Linked DNA regions of Mus musculus: all the other regions are linked to region 3. The links are chromatin contacts, called in public Hi-C maps. All regions are on one chromosome and are shown on one strand. Each heading gives the region's core, a stretch centred on a gene start, on an enhancer-like site or on the middle of the called end of the contact. The rest is flanking DNA. Distances are from core to core; before and after follow the strand shown. Region 1 holds the start of Fam210b (family with sequence similarity 210, member B). Region 2 holds the start of Cstf1 (cleavage stimulation factor, 3' pre-RNA, subunit 1). Region 3 holds the start of Srsf6 (serine and arginine-rich splicing factor 6).

Region 1 (2,700 bases), core at 123-2,622, 9.4 Mb before region 3:
AGACATGGATCCTATGAGCCTGAGACCAGACTTATCCTTGCTGTAAACACACCTGTCAAGGCAGAGTGTGTGTTTAAGGTTAGGGTTAGGGTTAGGGTTAGGCTACCAACAGGGCTGATGTGGCAGAACAAGGTGAGAGGTTGTACCAGATCGTGAAGGCAGCTAAGATCTGAGCGCTAGAGAAGAGACAGTATAGGGCGGGGGGGCACACTACTGGTAGTCAGGGAAGACTTTCTGGAGGAGAGGGAAGCTATGCGGTGCCCTGAAGCACGGTACGCTGTGAGTATCCTGACTTGTGCTCAGGAGCAGAGCTGAGGCCAGTGTCCTGTCTGTCAGGCAGGAGAGAGGGGAAGGAAGTCCTTCCATCATTGTGCTCGGCACTCAAGGAAAGCGACCAATCCCTAACTGAAAAGCCACGGGAGCAGACAGTACTCAGAACTGCCCGATTCATGGCAGTGATCTTTCTTTCAGACTCCCCCAGACCTCGACGCTTCCGATCTACTACTTCTGAACTCCTGCTTTTTTTTTTTTTTTTTTTTTTTTTTGAGACCTACTTGAGATATGCTGCTGTCTGAATGGAAGCTGGTTTTCACTCTGAGCACTCAGGGCAAGTAACCACAACAAAACGGGATGGACTGCCTGCTCTGAGCCTGCTCTTCCAGCTAGATAAAAGGGTGGCGCAAGGAGCACAGGGAAGCGGTAGATGTACCGGCGGCACCGGCGATGCCGCCTCCTGGGCCCAGTGCCCAGGCCTCAACTGAACTTCAAAAGGAACAAGTCCAGGGGCCGGACTGGAAGTTCATATAGAATTCAGGCCCCTTGCGATCGGCTCGGTAACGCCACTGTTCTGGCTTTCGAAACTGGGGCTCGGCGGGCGACTCCATGACCTTGGGCAGCGCACCATTCCACTCCTAGCCTCAGTTTCTCCGGCTGCTAACTGAAAGAGATTTTTCTCGGATTCTAGGAATCTGAGAACTCAGGGACCCCGGAGGTGACCCGTTTCGGTCAGGTGCAATGTAAAAATTGTCCATTGGGGCTGGCCCTGGCACGGCGCTCCGGCCACTTGGGGATCAGGGTCCGAGTGGCTGTGGGGAGTCTTACCTGGCGGCTGAGACAGTCCCCGCGGGCCGTGCGCAGCAGTCGGGCGTCCGGAACCGGATGGGACAAGGCTAAGGCCCAGAGCGGTGGAGCACAGGAGGTGGCGGTTCCCAGGAGCCAAGGGGCCAGGGGCCGCAGCCGGGTGCTCACTCTTCCTGCCGGGCCAAGCAGCGTCAACAGCCCGGCCATGGCGCGCCGCGAGCGCAGCTCCAGTGTGCCCACTCGGGAATCAGCTCCAACACAGCGCGGTGGGCGGGGCCGAGACCGGGGCCTCGAGCTCCACCCCCCGACAGGCCCCGCCCCAACACCTTTAGGGCCCGCCCCCGGAGCGGAGCTGAGCGTGGGATAGGCGGGGCTCTATAGCGGAGCGCAGGTTTTGGGCTCCACCCAACAGCTCCGCCCTCCGCAGAAGCAGCCTATCCATGAGTGGGTGGGGCATCTGGAGACGCTCGCTCTCTTTTGTTCCCGCCCCTCAGCCCCGCTTCCTTGGCTAAGTTCCGCCTCCTGAAGCGGAGTGGGCGGGGCTGGGGACCTGCCAAGTCTATCAGCCTAGTTCTCAGGACCTCAGGCCAGTTCTTTGTGGAATGCATTTTCTCAGAACTTTCCAGGATTTTGAGTTTCCGGACTGTGGAGCGCGGCTGGCGGCTGTTTCAAGCGAGGGCTAATGCATTCTTTGTTTTTCCTCTCAGCCGAATGGGTGAAACCTGGAAGACTGATGCTTACGTGAATGCTTTAAAGAAGAAAGGAACTATAGAGGTTAACTCTCACTTGAAGAAGCCCTCTAAATGAGCCTACTATATCGCGGCTGTGAACATGAAAGCAGCCACTGTGGAGAAAAGTTTTGTACTTTCACAGATAGTTAAAAGTACACAAACCAGGTTGGTCAGCAACTCCGCTCCCATAGTGTCTCAAGAGAAGCAAAGACTCACATTTCTGTCGGACTAAAATCTGACAAGAGGGCACTCTCTCTTACCTGGTGACTATGCACTGCCTGGGGACTTGGGCCCACAGGAAGGCGTTGCTGGCATTAGATGTGGCCCCTCTACCTTGGACCTCTAGGCCCATGAGCCAAAATTAACCCTTCTGTTCTTATAACTTAAAGAAATAATAGTAAACTGTTATCTTGACATGGTGGTGCAGATCTGTAACTCAAGCACCCAGGAGGCTGAGACAGAAGGATTAAGAGTTCAAGGCCAGCCTCGACCCCAGGAGAACCTGTCCTACACACATGCTCAGAAGACAGCAATACTCATAGCAGGGCAGTCCAGATATCTGTCAGCTGGAGAATGGAACTTCCATCTGTGGATCACTTGCTATCCAAGCTGAGTTCCACCCTGGGGCCCAGGCAAGGTGGGGGTGGGGGCTGGGAGGTGGGGGGAGAGAGCCACAGTCTCCACAAAGTGCTCCTCTGGCCTGTACACATGCTCCCTCCCATGCAATAATAATAAAAAAATTTTTTTAAAGTAAGGCGTGAACACCTTCATCCTAGGGACAAGTCTCAGGACTGCTTTGCCAAATGGAAAATTCCAGCCACAAACACAACATGCAGGAGGATTTCATCTTCAGAGAATGCAAAGTTCACAGGCAAAATTCTGGACCCCC
Region 2 (2,710 bases), core at 194-2,693, 9.4 Mb before region 3:
ACAAATACATCATAAAAAACAAATAAGGATAACAGAATGAAAAAATAAGCTAAGTTCAATGCTTTGGGAAGATCCTAAGTTAAACTGCTTAATAAAAATGTGTCAAGCACATGCCCCATGTCTTTATTCCCAGCACTTGGGATGCAGAGGCAGGCAGATCCCTGTGATATTGAGACCAGCCTTGTCTATAGATCCCTATCACAGGCCAGCCAGGACTACATAGTGGGACCCTATCACAAACAAAAAAATGATTACCATCAAAACAAATAAATGTAAAAATCCAAACACATTATACTCTTAAGATCTAAGCTCTCCAAACAAAACTGATTTCTTAATCAACCTGGGTGGGTAATTTGATAAGTATGTGTGTGGTTAGATGTTTGACTATAGGAGTCTGGAGACATCAAGCAAGAAGGTAGCCTGGAGAAACAGCCAAGAGTTACAATGCTTGCTGACAGACACCCCGGGCTCAGTTTTAAACCAAATGACTAGCAAGGCCACACAGCATAGTACTGACCAGAGTTCTTAACAATAATAACACCATGCAGGTCCTACTGGCAGATGCGGTGCCAAGCACCTAATTAGCATCCAATCACTAAACGAAGCTATTCAATATATTCGTGTTCATTAGAAAGAAATGGGGGCTGGAAAGATGGCTCAGTGGTTAAGAGCACTGTCTGCTCTTCCAAAGGACCTGGGTTCAATTCCCATGGCGGCTTACAACTGTCTCTAACTCCAGTTCCAAGGGGCCTGCCACCTAGACACCAATGCATGTAAAATAAAGCTAAATAAGTTTTTTTTTAAAAAGAAAGAAATGAATACAAATCTACCCCTGCATAAGATATTGGGACACAACAGAGGGTGAAATGTGTTCTAAGAATCTAGGGCACCCGTTCAAGTTAAGCCCTCCCCTTCCCCTCAAAGTTGAGGGGGAGCCTGCACACTCCAGAGCCCAGAACTTAACCATTTGACCTATCATCTTTACTCCTGTCAGGAAACATCTGGGGTTGTATCACGACATTTAAAGAAAACGGGGGTGGGAGAAGGAGGTTGAGCCTTTACTTAACTCCCCGCTTAACTTCCAATGGGACACAGATAACTTATATCCTTCCCGGAGGGGACACCGAGGCACGAGACCGGAGGAGCTCGCCCCCGGAAAGCTAACACCGGGGAATGCAGGGGGCCCAAAGCGAAGCCGCGCGACCACTTCTGCTCAGGGCGGAATTCCGGCTTGGACCCACCGGGACCGAGGCCCTTTGAGAGCCGGGGTGCAGGCCGGGCCGGCCAACTCTAGGACACGGACTTGGGGCGAGCGGCCTCCTGCCATCCTCTCCGTTAGCCCCGGTCCTTCACGTGATCCACTACAGACCCTAGCCAACCACACTAGCCCGCTTCCTTACGCCCCCTTGACCCCGTACCCGCAGATCAGGGTCTCGGTCTCCCGCTCTCTTCTAGAAAAATGGAGGAGCGAATCGTGCCCGATCGATCGCTCGGAGTGCACACCCAGTGCGCACGTGCAAAGGGCATGCAGCCGAGCGCCGAGCATCCCTGCTCCCTCGCAAGTCTGCCCTTCTCGCCATCTTACTCACTGGCACGTTCGAGACGCTCATTCACCGTCTCCGAACTAATCACCTCCGCGACTGCCTTGAATCCAAAGGGCTGTGTGTGACTGGCGAACGCCTGATCCTGGGGAGCACGGCGGGCGATAGAACGGCCGCAGATCGGACGGGCCGTTGGTGCACCACTTCCGGGCTCCGACAGCTCAGTGCGCCTGCGCCCAGCTACGGCAGGGAACGAGCTTCCCATAGTCGCGTTTACGGTGAGCCAATCACAGAACGGCATTGCTCCGGCTCTAGCCAATCAGCTCTTGGAGTAGAGGGTTTGACTCCTATTTTAAAAGGAGAACCTTTGAATTGTAACGGCTGAGCTACCGGGATCGCTTGGAGGCTTCGGTCGGGAGCAGGTTCCTGCCTGTGAGTTGGAAAGGGACATGGCTGTTGAGGGCGAGCCTGGATGCTGCAAACGGATAGGGAAGGCTGTGTGGCGTCGGGGTAATGGACTGTCTCAGTGGGTTTGCATTCTGTTTAAGAAAGGTCCAGACGTTTAAGATTTCCCGGCTTGGTTTTAGGTTCTTGTGGGAATGGGGATCCAGACCATCAGCTAACCGAGTAATTTGCAAACCGATGGTGGATGCGGGAACTGCGGCTTATTGGGGACTGCTTCGGGTGGAGAATCAGAGTCTAAGTCGACTCGACGAGTCTGTGGATGAACGGGAGTTCCCTCGTAGAGTGCCCAGGACTGGTGCTGCTCTTCCCGCAGCCTTCTGAGCAGTTTATGTCGGGACTACTTGAGGGTCTGTTTCAAAGCGCAGACCCGCTAAAGCTCAGTTTGTAGAATATTCCAGAAGTTTTAGGATTGAACACTGCCTTCGTGGTGGCCGCCGCTGTTTATTCCAACAGTAAGGTGGTGGAGGCAGGATCAAGTCAAAGGTCATCCTCAGCTACACAGTAGGTCCGAAAAACCAGCCTAAATTACATCCACATACGTCCCTACCTCAACACCTCCATCCCCACCACACACACACACACACACACACACACACACACACACACACCTAAATGTGTGGTTGCTTACATCAGCAGTCTGAGGCAGGAGGTTAGCCTTCGATTTAAGGCCAGCCACAGCTAATAAGTGAGAGCCTGTCTGGGGA
Region 3 (2,700 bases), core at 184-2,683:
TGGCTTCCGGTAAGGTCAGCCAAAGGGTCATAGGGCAAGGGTCACACAATGTATGGAAAAGCCAAGGCCAATCAGGAAAGGCAGTCATCTTAGCCTCAGTGGACACAGCCTCAGCCCCATTGGTCACTTTCAAATTGAAACATCAAGGACTTGTTAAAAAGTTGGAATTCAACATGCAACAATTTCAACATTAAACATTTCACATAACCAAAATCCCCCCAACCCCCTCCCAGTAACATGCCCCAACTATTTCAAATACAGCATAAAGCTTATTTAGATTTACTTTGTGGTACTATGCCACATTACTTAGTTTAAAATGGCATTTTCTTTGCCCCCCCCCAATCAAGCCTCCCAGCTCCTAAGACTTAGACTTCAAGCTCCTCCCCTTTCCCCGCCCCCTGCCCCACCTCCACCCCAGCCTTCCTAGAAACTTCCTCAATGCTAACAAGCACTGACAGATAAGCAAGGGGGCATACTACAAATACAGCCAGCCCTCGCTTTCAATGGCAGAACCCAAGTCAGTGCCAAAGAGGGCCAACTGAAGCCACTCCTTCCAAACTTAAGTCAACCGGCCACCCGACCCCATTCCCCGCGCTCCGGTGTCCCACGGCTACCCGGGCATGCGTGGAGGTAGAGGGGCCCCGGGAACACCCAGGGCCGACAAGCCCCGGCCTCCGCGCCTGCCCGGGCTGGGGAGGTCCCACCCTGCCCACCCAAGTGACTGCACCCGCCCTGCGCCCCCAACCCCCGCCCCCCCCAGGTACCCAGGACGCGGAGCGCGCGGGGGTAAGGACTCACTGCGGCTTCCGTAGCTGTAGCCATCGCGGTCGCGGCGCGGGCCCCGGGCGTGCTCTACGATCACGCGCTCGCCGCACAGCTCCTTGCTGTTGAGCTCGTACACGGCATCGTCGGCATCCCGGGAGTCCTCGAACTCCACGAAACCGTACCTGCGGAGGGGCGGAGCGCGAGCCGCGCACCGGCGGGCGGGCGTGTCGTTAGCCGGCGCCGCGCGCTCCCGCGCCCTCCCCCGCGCGCGCGCGCTCGGGGCGCCGCCGCCGCCGCCATTTTAGAGGCCCTGCCACGCGGCGCCGCGGCCTTGGCCGCCTCGGGTCCTTGGGGGACCTCTCTCCGCCGCGGGGCGCGGCCTCCCAGACCCGACTCACCCATTTTTGAGGTCGATCTCGAGGAGGCGGCCGTAGCCGCTGAAAAAGCGCTGGATGTCCTTCTCGCGGACGTTGTAGCTCAGGCGTCCTATGTAGACGCGCGGCATGGCCGTGACCCACGGGTGTCCTCCGGGAGGCTGGCGGAGGGGCGGCGGGCCGCGGGGCAGGGCTGCGGTGCGGGTGCGGGGACGGCGAAGGCCCGAACACGCGCCTCACACCGCAGCGGCGGCCGAGTCAGCCACACAATGGTGCGCGCGCGCGCGCCGGCCTACGCTATAAGTGCCCGGGGGCGGGGCGCGGCGCGGCGCAGCGCGTGACGTCGTCGCGCAGCACGTCCTCTCCCGCGCCGCGGGCCGCTCCGGATGTGTTGGGGCGGCCCGCGGCGCGTGCCGTGCTTGCTGGGAGTTGATTTCGCTACTGTCATGTCCCCTGGCGCTGTGCAGCCATCAGCGTAAACAGCCGAGGCCCGGACCTTTTGAGTCGTGCCTAATAAACTGTTCTTGTGCCCAGGCACGCGGAGAACGAGTTTTATTTCTCATTGGTTGTCCGGGCTGTCAGTCTAGGCCATCTTGGTCTCTGATTGGTCTACTAAAAAAAAAGAGGTTGCTCTTTCCCTTCAGCGGGTAGCTCGCACTGGTTTCGTTGAGTACACGCTCTTGGGAGTCGGACAGTTCCTTAGTTTCTCAGCGGCTCGGGATCTGTCCCCGAGGTTTAGTGACCAGCGGGGGAGGTGCTGTGGCTGGTCTGGGTGGCATCCCTCCCTCTGCTCGGAGCTCTGACAGCTCTGAATCCCGCGCTCGCCGCGGCCGTTCACAAAGGGAGCATGGCTGGGCCCCATGGTCCTCCAAGACCCCCTATCCCCTTTCCTATCCATACTGTCCTTAACCTGGTTGGATCCGAAGGCAAACTATTTATAAAGCAGAAATACACACTTAGGAGTTTATGGAGGTGACATCTAATGCTGTAGAGTTAAACAAAACAGCCCCACTGCCCTGGAGTAAAGTTAATTGACTATCAAGGAGCATGCCTTGGGAGTATTCAAAGCACGGCGAAGGTTTGGCTAGAGAGGTAAGGAAACCGAAAGCAGAGCACGGTGTGATAAAAGCTGAGAGAAAAGACTGCCATTGAGTTAGTACCTGCTCTTTAGGAATTTGTTTTCTGCCCAGAATCTGGGCAGCCTCAGGCTTTTCAGCTATAATGAGAGAAGATTCTGTCCTCTGGGGCAGACCGGCAATGTTGATAGCACACAGGGAGATGTGTTAATAGTATTCTCGAGGGAAGAGAACGTCCTTAAGTTAGAAATATAAATATATATATGTAGACAGCTTTTAAAAATATTCATGGAACACAGAATGAAGTCAACACATAACAGTTTTATCAAATTGTCAATTTCTAAAAACTTGTTAAAATTTATTTGTGAGTGGTGAGAAGACTGAAGCCGGTAAAGGTGCTTGCTGCCAAGCTGGAGGACCCGACTTTGATCCTAGAGACCCACACGGTAGAAGGAACAACAACAACAACAAAAACAATTCTTGCA

What was found. Hi-C and Micro-C count contacts between places; a contact is called where the count stands out from the background.
Region 1: a Hi-C map of rod photoreceptor shows a contact between it and region 3, with 5 times the contacts expected there. The contact joins the promoter of Fam210b here to the promoter of Srsf6 in region 3. A contact is called at or near these places in 2 of 484 Hi-C or Micro-C datasets (CD4 T cells and rod photoreceptor).
Region 2: a Hi-C map of CD8 T cells shows a contact between it and region 3, with 6 times the contacts expected there. The contact joins the promoter of Cstf1 here to the promoter of Srsf6 in region 3. A contact is called at or near these places in 2 of 39 promoter capture datasets (liver and pre-B cells) and 2 of 484 Hi-C or Micro-C datasets (CD4 T cells and CD8 T cells).

The regions. Positions count from the first base shown.
Region 1 is chr2:172,344,249-172,346,948 of GRCm38.p6, reverse strand. Fam210b (family with sequence similarity 210, member B) reads right to left here and starts at 1,372. Exons shown (of 3, transcript NM_025912.4): 1 at 1,102-1,372. The coding sequence starts at 1,287.
Region 2 is chr2:172,369,736-172,372,445 of GRCm38.p6, reverse strand. Cstf1 (cleavage stimulation factor, 3' pre-RNA, subunit 1) reads right to left here and starts at 1,443. Exons shown (of 6, transcript NM_024199.2): 1 at 1,419-1,443. Aurka (aurora kinase A) reads left to right here and starts at 1,876. Exons shown (of 9, transcript NM_001291185.1): 1 at 1,876-1,973.
Region 3 is chr2:162,930,241-162,932,940 of GRCm38.p6, reverse strand. It overlaps Srsf6 (serine and arginine-rich splicing factor 6), which reads right to left and starts at 1,433. Exons shown (of 6, transcript NM_026499.4): 1 at 1,164-1,433; 2 at 799-947. The coding sequence starts at 1,270.